Regions from separate parts of the Mus musculus genome. Here all the other regions are linked to region 1. A link is a contact called in public ChIA-PET and promoter capture Hi-C data. All regions are on one chromosome and are shown on one strand. Each heading gives the region's core, a stretch centred on a gene start, on an enhancer-like site or on the middle of the called end of the contact. The rest is flanking DNA. Distances are from core to core; before and after follow the strand shown.

Region 1 (4,910 bases), core at 781-3,280:
TGAAGCATGTCTCTGATTTGGGTTAGAGACTGTGGCCCTGCCAACAGCTTTACTAAATTTGGCTAATTACAATCTAAATTGAGTCTGGGAGTCTTTCACCGTTGGTCCTTACCAATACTTAAATAAAGGTAGTAAAAGCAAAACAAACAAAAAGTTCTAAACAGAGCATTCATTGGGTGTTGTGGCACACGCCTTTAATGCCATCACTCAGGAGGCAGAGGCAGAAGAATCTCTGAGTTCCAGGCCAGCCTGGTTTATAAAGTGAATTCCGGCACAGCCAAGGCTACAGAGAGAAACTGCATTTCAAAAAAACCAAAAAGTAAGAAAGTATTGGGGGGGGGGGTATAGGTAGAGGAAGACAGATCTCTGGAAATTTGAGGCCAGCCTGGTCTACATAGCTAGTTCTGAGCTATCTAAGAAGCCAAAGCTGCATGGTGAGAACCTGTTTTTAAAAAAACAAATCAAAACAAGGCTTGAGTAGTCTTGAGCCACTAGGATATGACTATTTGGATTAGACACATCCAGGGAAGCAGAGTACTGGTTACACCGGGGTAGATATGCAAGGCTAATCATTCAGTCCTCTGTTAATAAGTCTGTTGGTGGCACTGCTGCTCCCATCTGGACAAGCTATCTCCAGCTTACAGTGTTATTAGTCTCTCCTTTTCTACCTGGAACTCAAGCTACTCGCTCTTCAAGGAAATGATTACCTAGGTCACTGACAAGATTAAGCACTACTGCCACTTTTGCTACTACTTGCACAGGGACAAGAATGGGAATCTAGGAACAGAAGTCAAAGACAGACTGTCAGTCTGGCTATGAAAAAACCAGAAGTGTGAGTGGTTCTGTCCAAAATTTGTAGGTTATGATAGCCCACACCTGTAATACCAGTACTTAATAATCCAGAGGCAGAAGGACCGGCTCAAATTTGAGGCCAACTTGATGTATATAGAGAATTCCAGGCCGGCCAGGGCTACATAGACCATCAATAAACAAATAGATTCCCAGCAAATACCCACTAGCTTTGGTCACGAAAGAATTCCAAACCAGTGGTTTTCAAAGATTTCCAAAGGGTGAGGAGGTAGGAAGTTAAGAGGGTGTTGTGCCACAGAGCTACTACGGTACCGCCAGCAGTCTGCAAAACAGGTAGCTTGGTATGTTACCTTTCACTACAGCCATGGTCGCACTCTCTTGTAAAGGTGTTTTAAAAGAATCAAACCCAAAGACTTTCTTCAGGGTGCTCCGGACTCGCCGCTCCCGGTCGAAGGGAGTGGAGAAAGGACGGGCGCTCATCTTTGCAAAAAGCAGCAGCCAAAAGGTTAACGCAAAGGTGGGCAAAGGCAATCCCGAAAAAACCCTCTGCTCCACGTTAAAATATAGCCTATGTTTCTCCTGCCGAGTAAGCTGCTATGTTACACTTAAATATCTCATTCCCCAGCAGTAAAAGTGAAGGCTGAATTGCTTCACGCAATACATTCCTGAGGGATTAACATTACTTCTCCCTTTAATAAAAATAAAAACAATGAACTTTCCAGGTCAGGTGGACAGAGCTACAAATCGGACCACAACAAAGCCCACAAACGTCTTCAAAGTCGACCAGAGAACTTGGAATCCTTTTTCTAGGGTCCTTGTTCTAGAAGCGAAGCCATAGATACCATTCATCAAGGACGCCGACCCCCCGTTCCTCCTCTGAGCCCCCAAGTCAACAGCTCTCGCCCTTTGCCAGACAAATGCTCTCCAAGATGTCAGACCCCAGGCTCTTTTCGGTTGGCTCTGCAGCTTTCCAAAGAACACTACTCCCTAACTCGAACTCAGAAGCCAAACCGCCCGAGAAGTCAGCGAAGTAGAAGCCGCAAGACCTTACTTCCGTCCCGTGCTGATGACGTTTCCAAGAGCTGAGCATGGGGGCGGAGCCATGCCCAGACACAGCCCTTTTGATTGGTTGTCATTCGGGCGCGGAGTCTCCTGGGATCCGGAAGAAGTTGGTTTTCTCGCCCCTAAATTGGCTTATGAGTCATAGGCCTGAGCCACACCGCGCTGTGGGAGTAAGATGGCGGGGAAGAAAAATGTTTTGTCGTCTCTTGCAATTTATGCGGAATATTCAGACCCTGAATCTGATGGCGAAACTGGAGTCGACGCTGTAGGCGGAGCGACTGGTGAGACTTGAGCTGGAAAGGGGAGGGTCTGTTATGGTTACCAAATGCTACCTCTCTAGCGGGGCATGGGGAGAAGATGCTCTTTGTGCTCCAGGTATCGGGTCTTGGAACCCCAAAGCGCAGTGGATGTCCTAGGTCAGACAGAGCATTAGAACCTCTACTACAGTACGAGTGATCTCTCTTTCTGCGATCCTCTACGCAAGGCGTCATGCTGGCCAGAGGGTGGACCAAGGGGGGTACGCATCTGTCGAGACATCACTGTCTCGTTGTTTGATGGGGAAGAGAGGAGTGAAATGTACCTGGAGGATAGTAAAACTTGTGTTTCGTTAAGTTGGTAACTTTTAAGGAATCGTTTCTAAGTCTGCCCTAGAGTTTTTAAAAATGCATCTCTCCTAAGTGCATAATTCTGGGCTTTTTCATAGAATATGCTAGACAAGCCTTTTAAGGCGGTAGGGTGATTCTGTTGTTTGGTGAGTTTTAAAAGCCTATCGGTTGCCCTCAGACTGCGAAGCATAGAGGGAACAGATTTCTTGAAGGAAGCAAATTACCTGATATACCAGAGCTTTGGGTCTTCTTATCTGCAAAGTAGGGGCAAAACAATGAGGAAGACAGTCTTGTGCATAGAAGGCGTTTTTGAGGTTGCACATGAAACAAGATAGAGATGTGTGTGGTATGTCAAAACAGGAGTTTAAACGACCTGTTGGGCTGGTTCAAAGAGGAGAAGACTTTAACTGCCCTAATAGGCCAACAGCATGTAATAGTTCCCCAACCTTTGGAACTGCTGGGAACCAAACCCAGGGCCTTACACTCTTAGGAAAGCATCCCACTACTTTGTTACTTCCCCAGCCTGTCCTGAAAATATTAGAACATGAATTTAATGCTTGATTTTCTTTTCATATACATCTGTACATATGGAGTGGGCCTTGCATGTGAGTTCTGCCCATGGTGGACAGAGAGAGGCATCAGCTCTTCTGAAACTGGCATTTGTGAGCTGCCTGATGTGGGTACTGGAAACTGAACTGTCAAACTTACAGAGATCTGCCTGGCCCTGTCTCCAGAGAGCTTGAATTAAAAGCATGGGACACCAAACCCTGTACATTATGCACTCGTATAAGAGTCATCTTCCAATACCCCTGTTTTTGTTTGTTTTGAGACAGGATCTCCCTCTAGTCCTGACTGTCCTGGAACTCAGGCTGATCTAGAACTCAGAGATCCTCCTGCCTCTGCCTCCCAAGTGCTCGGTTCAAAGGTGTGCACCGCCATTCCTGGCACAACCCCTGGTCTTTTCTTTTTCTTTCTTTCCTTTTTTTTTCTTCCTCCCCCCCAACCTCCAGGCTGAGGACAGAACCCAGAGCTCTACCACTGAGCTAAATTCCCAACCCCAACCCCTGGTATTAAATTGTTCTTCCTAAGTACAAATTCAATCTGGGCCTATAGCCACTTACTTGAGACTTAGGTTCCCTTTTTATCTTCAGAAATAATCTTGGCCATTCAATTTTCAGAAACATTTTTACATTTCTCCCCTCTCCCCCTCTCTCTCCTTCTCCCTCTCTCTCCCCCTCTCCCCTCTCTCTCCTCTTTCAGAGGAGAAAGGTGGTTTGGTATCTGACGCCTATGGAGAAGATGACTTCTCTCGCCCAGGGGGTGATGAGGATGGTTATGAAGAAGAGGAGGACGAGAACAGTAAGCAGTCGGTGGGTAAATCTTCCAGACCCAGAGCTCTTGAAACACTCTTCCATTCCATGGTCAACTCTGTCCCTTTTCCCTTTTGGTTTGGAATCAGTTGGTACCCGTTGAGGATGTAGCTCATGGGAGAGGGCTTTGCCTAAGCATGTCAAGGACTTGATCCCCAGCACCACAGAAAGAAGAAAAAAGTTGAATTGGTTGGGTGGTATTAGCTCTTTTTGAAAGTTAAGTCGTTTTTTTTTTTTTTTTTTTCACCTGGACCACATTGTATTAGCTTTTGAATTGAGCTTTTGGAAGGAGGTCTTTTGTTTTGCATTTTTGAGATGGGGTCTTATGAAGCCCAAACTGATGGCAAACCTTTTACCCCTGAGCTCCAGATCCTCTAGGTCAGCTTATTGAGAGCTGGGGTTATAACCATGTTGCACTAGGCCTAGCTTGGTTACTTTTCATAACCTTAGTGTCAGTGGGTATTTTATGTTGCTTTGTGAGTTTAGCTAATCTTCCCACTTTATAAATGTGTTTGCCCTAACTAGTGTGTCACTTACATATCTGTAATCAACTTTGTATTAATCTCGGTTGGGGTTTATTCAAGTGCTTCACTTTGTAACAAGGTAAGGAAGGGAAGTTTGCTGCTGTCATCCACACTTTGATTCTTTGGTTATGTTCCACTTGGTGTTTTTGTCAGCGTCCCCTGGTTCTTCCAGAACTTCCTTGGAGTTAAGTAGGTGCGGGTAACAGACAGGAGGACTGTGTCCTTGTTAAGAGGAGGAGCAGTTCATGGCGGACAGCGACCTGAGCAGTATTACTTGGGACTTTAAAGTCTGGAAGGGAAAGAGGCAAGGAAATCCAGGCTGTTGTTTAGCACAAAAAGGCATCTAAAACTGAATTTGGATCTTGAATCTGGCATAGTAAAAGCAGCATTCACTGAAACACTCACAGCGAGCTTTATTTTGTTCTTCAGGTTGTTGTTTGGGGTTTTTGGTTATGTGTTGATATGTAAAGGCTAGCACGAGAATGTTCTTTAAACTAGGTTTAATGGTCCAGGTCCTGCAGATGTATAGCATTCAGGTG
Region 2 (4,910 bases), core at 733-3,232, 770 kb before region 1:
CACCTGAAAACACTCCTTCCTGATCTCTGGACCTCACATCCCAGGGGATGCCCCGCTCTCCCATGGAACCTCTCTTGTCAACTTTCCACCTGGGTTCCTAGACAACCAGAGGTCAGAGTCTGGAAAAAACTTCCCCTCCCTCCCAATCCCGAGACAAGGTGTACAGCACCACGGATATTTAAGGCAGAGGTCAGAGCCAGATAAAGAACTTGTTGGCTCCTGGAATGGGTGGGAGGCAGAACTGAACAAAGCCATAGGCCAGTTTTTCCCACTAAGCCCCAGCTTGCTCGCTCTCTCTCTCTCTCCCTCTCTCTCTTTAACTTCAGACCAATACTAGGGCAAAATGGTTTTATCTTTTCCTCTTCCGCTAAATCGGGTTGAGAGGGTGGGAAGTTGTCGATTTGGGGGCGGGCTGATGCTATGTGCACAAAACAAGGAAGTATGAGCAAGTCTGGGGTACGGAGAGGGGCAACAAGCCCTGTAGGCCCAAGGCCATGTGTCTCCCAAAGCTCTGATCTGACCCTTAGAAGGAAGGACACTCGGAGGTGTGCAGATCCATGACCAAAGGAAGCTTTACTACATCTATATAGGTTGGGCAGCGAGTGAGGCTCCAAGAAAGTATGCATTACACATATCTGAGGTTACTATATTTGCTTTCAAGGCAGAAATCTTGCTCCCAGAGCAAAGTCAGCACTCTAAACTTGGGTTGATAAGGAAACTCTCTGTGACCTCTCATAGGAAGATCAGGGAGGAGCCTGGGCTCCGGGTTCTCTTCTGGGGCTCTGAGCTGATTGCTGGAGCTCTAGTCACATACATAGCTCTGGGCCTCTGGCATTTCTGTTTTTCCAGAATTAAATTGCAGTATTTTGGAAAATATACTCTGACCGGTTTTTCCCCCTCTGTTTATTCCCAGAAGGAGGATCGTGTTAGAGAGTTTGTTACGTGGCACGTTGTGGGAAACTGTTACCCAATGTCCGAATCATTCCATCTTCACCCATTGGCGTCCTCATAGGTTCAACTTACCCTTAACTGACTACCCTCCCCCACCCCCAGCCTCTGTGGCCACATCTGCGCTGGCAAGAGGGAGCTGGAATGCTTATCTCACAATCCAAGTCATTTTTCTGTTGAACAAAGCCAGTCTTCCATTCCCTCTGAAGTGAATCCTGAGATTGACTACCTAGCTGTCTCACCCGCCCTCTCTCCGTGGCTAAAGGCTACTGCCAAAACTAAGCCCTTTATTTATTATTCATTTATCTGTTCTCAGACAGCCTGTCTTCCAGGTGGGCTGCAAGGAGCCTCAGTCTCTACCAAGCCCTACAAGTTTCTAGAAGGGATCAGAGCCCAAACCTCTGTCTATATGCATGTCCAGGGATAGAGGGGCGGCTCCACAAGAAGAAACTTTGTTATTTAAACAACTCTACTCCGGAGTTATTCTGTTACAGTTACCCTGTTACAGTGTTACTGTGTTACAGAAGACATCCGTCCGGTTCTTAAGTTGGCTCTGGGGAGGGGGAGGAGTGAGTGTGGGGGAGCATGGGGTGGTTTCCCCAGCAACTGTCGCTCCCCTCTCTCGGGCCAAGCTATGCAACAGGCTTTGGCTCAAGGCGGTTAAAGCGTTGAGAATCCTTTACCCAGAGACTAGCTCTTCTAAATCCCCCTCCACAACGTGGAAACCAGAGCGGAGCCCGTGGGGCCTCTGGGCTCAGTACCTGGAACCCCGCCCCAGCCCCGGCCTCGGCCCCGCCCGATCAGCCCAACTCCGCACTTGGTAACAAACACTTCCACTTCCTGGGCTCTCTTTTCTTCTCCCGCTGCGGGGTGCCGCGCCGAGTGCAGGCCACGCCCCACTCTCCTGATTGGTTAGATTTGTTCACCCTGGCGCAAGAGCCCGGTTCGTGATTTCTGATTGGTCTACTGTGATCCACACCCACCGCGCGGCCCCGCCCTCGGGTTTAGGAGCTGGGGCGGGTTCTGGAACGCTCAGACGCCGCGCAGGGCGGGGATTGGCCGGCTCCCTTCCTGTGCGTTCGCAACCGCGGTTCCCGGGACACCTGTTCCCTGTGCCCCGTGCGGTGCTCAGCTCCCAACTCGAGCTCTGCGGCTCGGGGAGAAAGGTCGTGAGTCCCCGGCCTCCGACGGCACCCGCGCTGAGCCTTCGCAGAACAAGATGAGCGCGGACGCAGCGGCCGGGGAGCCTCTGCCCCGGCTCTGCTGCCTGGAGAAGGGTCCAAATGGCTACGGCTTCCACCTGCACGGGGAGAAGGGCAAGGTGGGCCAGTTTATCCGTCTGGTAGAACCTGGCTCGCCGGCCGAGAAGTCGGGGTTGTTGGCTGGAGACCGATTGGTGGAGGTGAACGGTGAGAATGTGGAGAAGGAGACGCATCAGCAGGTGGTGAGCCGCATCCGCGCAGCGCTGAACGCCGTGCGCCTGCTGGTGGTCGACCCGGAGACCGACGAGCGTCTCAAGAAGCTGGGCGTCTCGATCCGGGAAGAGCTGCTGCGCCCCCAGGAGAAGTCCGAACAAGCCGAGCCTCCAGCGGCCGCCGACACTCATGAGGCTGGGGACCAGAATGAGGCCGAAAAGAGCCACTTGGTAAGTGCGGGTTGGGCTTGGTGTAGGACTAGGATTCTAGAGAGACTCGGGCACCCCGGACTTCCAAGCACTTTCTGAAACTCGAGCAGCGAGGAGGAAACGGCTTCTGCCCTCTGTCCCGGAGCCTTCGCAGTTTCTAAGGCGAGCTTCGGAGTGCGACCAGCGACCCCACCGCCCTGTCCGGGCTGGCTGGGGAGCGGAGCTCCTTTGCCGCCTGCATCTCCTGACTGCTTGAACTTTGCGAAGACGGCGCAAAGAAACCCAGTCCCCTTCTCTGCTCCCATTCCTTGGATTCCGCCCCACAACCCGGACTCATTCCTGGGTTATCCTTGCCTACAGCTAAGCTAAGAGCTCTCCCCACCACCCCCCGCATCTCCCTCCCTCCCTCCCTCTTTCTACTCTCTTCTCTTCAGTCCCTGTGGATGGTAGCTCAAAGTGGCTTAAAGGCTGAATAACTAAGGGTCCCTGGGAGGACCCCTTCAGCCCTACCCACATCCTGGGTCCTCTAGTTTGTGCATCATTAACTCACACCGGTTGGACTTCATCCTTCTCAAGACTAAAGTGACTTCTAAGAAAGAGAGGAAGTCTCAACGTCTCGGAGCTAGGGGTGGGGGTGGGGTGCCGGGAGGAGGTGCAGAAGCGTCTTGGGGGTGGTGGCTCTGCCACCCCGGAGGATTTATGGTCCTCTGGAATGTGAGGAGTAAGCGCTCGCTAGCTGGTATCTGGGAGCCTGGTGGGAGGACCTTAGAAGAGGAGGAAAAGGAGAAAGATGGGTGGGGGAGGGAGCAGGAACAGGCCAGGCAGCGTCCTGCAGAGCCGACCCTCGCAGGTGGTCCCGCCCTGGTGTCTCCTCTTCTCTGTCCAGCGATTGTAAGCCGGCTGGTTGGGTTTTGCCAGTGGTTGGTATTTCCCCCAAACAACCCCAGTTTGGATCAGCTGCTGGAGGGGCAGTTGGCAAAACAGGAGTTGTGCTGAGAGCCTCCCTGTCCCTTAGAAAACAAGGAGGGAAGGAGGCCAGGTTCAGGGCTCAGACCCTGGGAGCAGGGTCCCTTCAGTACGCACTGGCTCTCTCTTCCTGATCGATACCGCCGCCACATGTAGATCAGCGGTATCCATGGAGCCAGGAAGATCCTCCCTCCACAGGGAAAGGGCACTGTTCAGCCCCGTAAGGTTGAAGGCGGAGCCTGAGAGTACCAACTGGTTTGGTGGAAGTGAGGTCACCAGAAGCCCGGTTCTGCCAGAGTTTGACTCTGGGAATGCCAGGGCCACCAAGTTCCCACTTCCTGCCAGTGCCAAATTGGCATCGGTAAGCAGTAGTAGAGCCCCTGGCAGCAAGTTGGAACAGGTGACCTCTGCTCTTAGGCACAAACCCAATTTGAACTTTGTGCCCTGTCCATTGATTCACCATTCATCCCCCACCCCCATCCCCACCCTTCCACCACCACCCCCTCCGCTCCCGCCCCCGCCTCCCATTCTTTCCTTTGGACTTTAGCACCAGCACAGATAGCCAGCAGCCTCCCCTCACTCCACATACACACCAAGTTGCACTCTCTGGTTGTACTGTTGGGTGCTGGAGGGCAGTGGCGAGGCTGCTGCGGAAGGCTCTGTATCAGAATGTTTTGTATCTAAAAAGTCTGTGGCTGCCTGCTGGCAGATCTGTCTTCCTGAGAGGACAAAGAATCAGCATCCCTAGGTGGTAGTGGGACACCTAAATTTGTGTAGATCCTCCCTCAGGCCAGGAGAGTCTAGAACCATCATGGGGCATGCCAATCATTTTCAGAATTTGATTTTCCCCATCTCTAAAACAGGAGCAGTGGCAGCGTGGCCTGTCTTCTCAGTAGTTACGGAAACAATAAGGAGCACTTGTGGCCCGTTAGTTCACTGTTGCCCATGAAAACCCCAGTCCCTTCAGCTTTGTTCCCCTAAGTGTCTCTCTCTACTATAGAGTCGCCATATGATATGAGGCCTTGCCTGCAACATTTTCCCACACCCCATCCAATATTGCAAAATGTGCCAACAAACACCAAGGAATCCCTTTCCTCTAAATATGAGGCACCCAGCTGAGATCTGACAGTTCAGCCTGTATTTGTTTGCGGAGTGGGAACTGCTCTGTTAATCTCAAAGGTGTGAGCAGGAGAAGGCTGTTGTAGAGACTGGCTGGTCATGGTGGGCCAGGAGGAAGCAAGGCTGGTGATGACAGGAGCCTGGAACACTGGTGGCCATCCCTGGGAGCCCGCTGAGGCCCAGGAGGTAGACAGAGGTTTCTTCTCTGAAACAGGGTTTGATTGTGGCCCTCTGGCTGCTCTGTAGACCAGGT
Region 3 (4,910 bases), core at 939-3,438, 750 kb before region 1:
ACAGGAAGAGGAGGAAGTGTTTAAGCTCTGTTTGGGAGTATTCTATGCCAGGCTCTCAACACTACAATATCCAAGCAGCAATGAAGTATAAGGTACAAACAAACAAGAATCTGACACTGGGTGTGGTGGCGCATGCTTTAGTCCCAGCACCAGGGAGGCAAAGGCAGGTAGGTCTCTTTCTATAGCCTACATAGTTCTAGGCCAGCCAGGACTACCCAGTGAGTCCCTGTCTCTAAATAAATATACATAAATTTAAAAATAAAATAAAATACGGATGTGACATCCGCTCTTTTCTGGTTTTGCCCACACAGGATAAGTGCTGTGGAAGTAAGGACGTTAGTCATTTTCACTCTATGTCTAAACACATTGTAGCTGGGCAGTGGTGGCGCACGCCTTTGATCCCAGCACTTGGGAGGCAGAGACAGGTGGATTTCTGAGTTCGAGGCCAGCATGGTCTACAAAGTGAGTTCCAGGACAGCCAGGGCTACACAGAGAAACAGAGAAACCCTATCTCGGGGGGGGGGGGGGGGATAAAAACAAAAACATTGTAGGTATTCAGTTAATATATAATCGATTAAAAAAATACCCCACTCAAAAAAAGAAAAAGAAAAACCACAAAAAGTCTGAGTTTGTGCTTTCTGAGGTGAAGTGGGTATGGGTAGGCAGGAAAGGTAGGTTCTTTTCTCAGGCAGCAGCAGAGAGGGTAGCTCTAGGGGCCCAGCTTCCCACCCAGGTAATATAAAACCAAACACTCCCCCAGTTCCTGAGGGTAAGGGTATGCCAGTCCAGCCCAGCAAAGAGGGCTGAGGAGACCTCTACAAGGCAGGGTGACAGATCTCCCCAATGCAAAACTATTGTCCCCTACAGAGCCAGCTTCTCAATCTGTCAGATGTTTGCCAACTAACCTCACAAAGAGTCCCTGAATCTCACTTCTGGCCTTTAAACAGTAGGCATCAAAATAATGAATTCAACATCTGGGACAAGCACACGTTAAGTCTCCAGAGGATACCAGGGAACGCCATAAGTAATTTAGAACGAGGGAAGAAGACATGGCTTTGTTTTTTTGTTACACACACATCTAGATGATGTAATCCCTCATTGAAAAGCCAAAAAGAAAGCAGAGAGATGGATGACAAGGAAAATAAATGAAAAATGAGCCCTCCACTTCAGCTTTATTCCTCCTGCATGTAATTCCCACCCCCAACCCCCCACTTTGAGTCACAGTCTCATTAAGTATCCCTAGCTGGCCTGGAACTTATTATATTGCCCAGGCTAGCCTCAATCTCACGGAAGAGATGGACCTGCCTCTGTCTCCCAAGTGTTGGGCCAGAATCAAAGGTGTACAGCACCACACAAGTGACGTTTGTTAAACAAGACAGGCTCCTAGATTAAGGCACCCTGTTTCCAATTGCCCTCCACGCTACAACCAGTCGGGTAATGAGTTAGTTACCTGGGCACATGCTCGGAGGTGTAGGGTACCAGGACCACCTTCTTGCCCACTAGCATGGTGTTCTGATTCAGCTTCATTGTAGCTGCCTACTAGTGGGGAGAGTTAAAGACTTCAGAGCCCCCATAGTGTCTTCCCACGCAGGGTGGAACTCTTTCTGTAGCAGTGGAGCTATGTTGACAGAAGAGCGTCCTGCCTTCCCCTCACAACTACGTGAAAGAACGGGGATTCTAAAACTCTTGTAAGAGAAAGAGCCGAAGTGGTCAATACATCTGGGCTCTCACCCAGGGGCCAAGTTCTGGCTCGGTTTCCAGCCCATTCCTACACAACATGCCCGTCCACCCCCAAATGACCTGTTAATCCTTTTTTTAACCTGTTTCCAACCCTAGCCTCCAGCGTCCAGAGTCCACGTCACTCGGCTCTGGCCCTTCCGTTTTCCTGTCCCCAAGCCCCACTCAAAGTTCTCAGGCCTCAGCCCTTTGCGTGGTTCCTCGGCCGTCTAAGCGCTGTAGTTTGCAAACTGCAAAGCTCACAACCACCCCCTGCCGAGGAAGGCGTCCCCAACGACAGGCGTCAGCGTCTGTCCCGGAGAAACAGGCTTTCCGCATGCGCGTAGAGGGGCTTGCTGTCCGCTTCCGCCAGGCAGACGGCAGCCGCAAAGCCCAATCCCGGCCCCGCCCCCGCGAGGCATCCAATCAACGCACTGCGCCCCTCCCCACGCGCTCGCTTGGACGGGGGACTGGGAAGCGTGCGCGTGCGCGTAGCGGGCGCTGGTGCGGGGCCGCTGGTGCCGGGTGGCAGCTGCAGAGCTGGAGGCGGTGGCCACTGTGCCTGGAAGCTAGCTGTGCTGCAGGTCTGGGACGGGCAGGAGGGCAGGACAGGGTGAAGATGGATGTGAATTTTAGAGTTTCACCTGGAAGGGAGGGGAAGGGGAGACTGAGGGACCGGCTCTGGAGAAGAGAGGGGAGGCTTAAGGGTGGGAAACCCTAAGGCAAAGCAAAAGGCAGGTGTCGGTGCGCGAGGCCCCATTTAAAAGAAGAGGCTTTGGGACAAGGAGTTAGGATGGAGGGGCGACCTTGGAAAAGCTGACTCCCGCTGTGGGCGGAGAAGCAGACAGCTGTGTGGGCTGTCCTGTGTAGTAGTGAGCTCATAGATAATGAAACGGACGTAAGCACTTTAGGGTAAAGGGGGCTGTGATGGTTAGTGAGGCTTAGAGGCCCGGAAAGCCCCTTCAGTCACTTGGAGTGTGAGCAGCATCCAGGCACCGAGAAGTGCCTTGCATAGCAAATCAAGTTAGAAGACATGGTCCAGGAAGCCGCGTCCCACCAAGGCTGTCTCATGGCAGATAGGGAGACCAAAGTGTCTGAGTTAAAAGGGCTACAGGTGAAAGCGGCAGACTGCAAACCCCCCACCCCCAGTCTCATCTCTGCAGTTAGAGAACTAAAGTCTACTCTTTTGTCTTAGGAGCTGCGGCTGCTGCTGCCACTGCATAGAAGTAACCTCTTGGGCCAGCCCTTCCTCACTCTCTGGAGATGGCAGGCGAGATCACAGAGACCGGAGAGCTCTATTCTCCTTATGTGAGTTCTTCTCCATAAATGTGTTCTGCTCACCACCATGCTCCTGGTTTCTAGAGAAGCCCACTGCTATCTGTGGACTATACTAATTATGGCCCTGGTTTAAATAGACCCTGGTGAAAAACACAACGGAAACTCCACATAGCTCCAGTCAGGTTCAGCTGTCTTAGCTAGACTCTATATATCAGGCTCGTTCCTCATTTGTTTATAATTTTTTAAAGCTTTTATTTTAAATGATGTGTCTACGTATGGATATGTGCATGCCTGTCAAATCCAAAAGAGGGCACCAGATGCCCTGGAGTTAGTTGTCGATGGTTGGATGCTGCTCAGTGTAAGTGCTGGAAGTGAACTCGGGTCCTCTGCAGGAGCAGCAGGTACTCTTAACTGCTGAGCTGTTTCTCCAGGCCAGTTCTCCTTTTAGACACCTATCAGAGAGCATCAAGCCAAATAGTAGTTAACTTGCTAGTCTCCCATAATATCTATCTCAGGACTCCCACAGATGACACACAGTTCTGCCAGTCAGCTGGGCAGTCACCAACAGCTGTCGCCATGGAGTTGTGTTCCTCTCAGTAGTCAGCAGCCTCTTTCTTCCTTCGCTAAATTCTAAATTGCACAACTCTTGTGGTCTTGGATGTTGAAAGAGGTGGTGAACTGCAGAGTCTCCCAATTGCAGTTTGGTAGAGCATGCAATTATGACAATTAGAGCGATTGATTCCCCTCTGTCTCGGCTCCGTGGCCCCTGCACTCCCCCCACACACACTCAGTTTATCTTCTCTCGGTGCTGTATCCAGTTGGTTGTGGTTATGTGGTTATTGCATCACGGGGCCTTCACTGGGTAAGTCGTTGGAGGTAATCGTGAGTTACCTGGGTTGACTCACATTGGTACCTGCTGTCACCAGGAAAAGCGGCTCTTCTCCACAAGCCGCCTTTTTAGGATTTTTCTAGTCTCAGCAGTGCCCTGCTGTTCATAGGCAGCCACAGAGCACACACAGACACACACAGACACACACACAGACACACACACACGCATGCACACTTCACCGCTGCAGCTCACCAGGGAAAGTGCTGGAGTGGATGGTTACCCTGTCCATGCAATCATGTGATAGTTCTTAGAATCCCCTGTCAGCAAGAAGATGTCTGCACTGTCCCTACACGTTGCCACAGTTCCTGCTTTTTCTGACACTCACTACAGACTTGGAGACGAGGAAGTGAGTTATTGCTGTGACTGTGTTTTAGAAAGAAAGTACCTTATGTCCCCATTCCTTGTGCCTTCACCATGTAATCATCCACTCAGGCCACCTTGTGATGCCACAGCCGCCTGGACAGTTAGGCCTGTGTGCCTCAGGAGCTCCGCTTCACACACCTCCCCCTTTTCTCCTTCCCATCTTCTGTGTGCTTTATCTGGGGTCTTTGCACTTTGCCATAAACAAGCACTGTGATTTTGTTTTTATCTTAATTGTGAAGGAAGAGAGATGAGAAAGATGGGTGCTGGTGGCGACAGGGGGGTGTTAATCAGGTGGTGGTCAGGGTTCTGAGGAAAGCAGCCCTCTTCTTCTTATAGGTCTTTGTTTTCTTTTAAATATTTAATTTTTGTGTGTACAAATGTATGGAATTCATATATATGTGTATATGTGTATATAAGCATGCATATGTGTGTGTATATATATATATATACATTTATACTCAAATGCATAGGTGTGTCTATATACATATATGTACATATATATACATATACATGTATATATCATATGCATGCAGTGCCCTCAGAGGCCAGAAGGGGCGTCATATCCCCTAGAACTGGAGCTATATCTGGTTTTAAACCACCATGTGGGTGCTGTAAACTGAACCAGGGTCCTCTGCAAGAGCAACAAGTGGTGTCAATCCCTGAG

Evidence for each region. Promoter capture Hi-C pulls out the DNA fragments that hold promoters and counts their contacts. ChIA-PET counts read pairs in DNA pulled down with a chosen protein or histone mark.
Region 2: an RNA polymerase II ChIA-PET map of memory CD8 T cells shows a contact between it and region 1, with 7 read pairs. The contact joins the promoter of Slc9a3r1 here to the promoter of Sap30bp in region 1. A contact is called at or near these places in 1 of 39 promoter capture datasets (pre-B cells), 1 of 115 datasets of contacts at active chromatin or transcription factors (memory CD8 T cells) and 1 of 9 other capture datasets (adipose tissue).
Region 3: a promoter capture Hi-C map of pre-B cells shows a contact between it and region 1, with 2.4 times the contacts expected there. The contact joins the promoter of Tmem104 here to the promoter of Sap30bp in region 1. A contact is called at or near these places in 2 of 39 promoter capture datasets (cranial neural crest and pre-B cells).

What each region holds. Positions count from the first base shown.
Region 1 is chr11:115,931,629-115,936,538 of GRCm38.p6, forward strand. It overlaps Sap30bp (SAP30 binding protein), which reads left to right and starts at 2,031. Exons shown (of 11, transcript NM_020483.3): 1 at 2,031-2,153; 2 at 3,738-3,847. The coding sequence starts at 2,048. It overlaps Recql5 (RecQ protein-like 5), which reads right to left and starts at 1,864. Exons shown (of 19, transcript NM_130454.2): 1 at 1,161-1,864. The coding sequence starts at 1,290.
Region 2 is chr11:115,161,359-115,166,268 of GRCm38.p6, forward strand. Slc9a3r1 (solute carrier family 9 (sodium/hydrogen exchanger), member 3 regulator 1) reads left to right here and starts at 1,983. Exons shown (of 6, transcript NM_012030.2): 1 at 1,983-2,593. The coding sequence starts at 2,168. It overlaps Rab37 (RAB37, member RAS oncogene family), which reads left to right. Exons shown (of 9, transcript NM_021411.4): 9 at 1-882.
Region 3 is chr11:115,185,299-115,190,208 of GRCm38.p6, forward strand. Tmem104 (transmembrane protein 104) reads left to right here and starts at 2,189. Exons shown (of 10, transcript NM_001033393.2): 1 at 2,189-2,300; 2 at 2,912-3,024. The coding sequence starts at 2,980. Nat9 (N-acetyltransferase 9 (GCN5-related, putative)) reads right to left here and starts at 2,101. Exons shown (of 7, transcript NM_025400.4): 1 at 1,821-2,101; 2 at 1,451-1,539. The coding sequence starts at 1,527.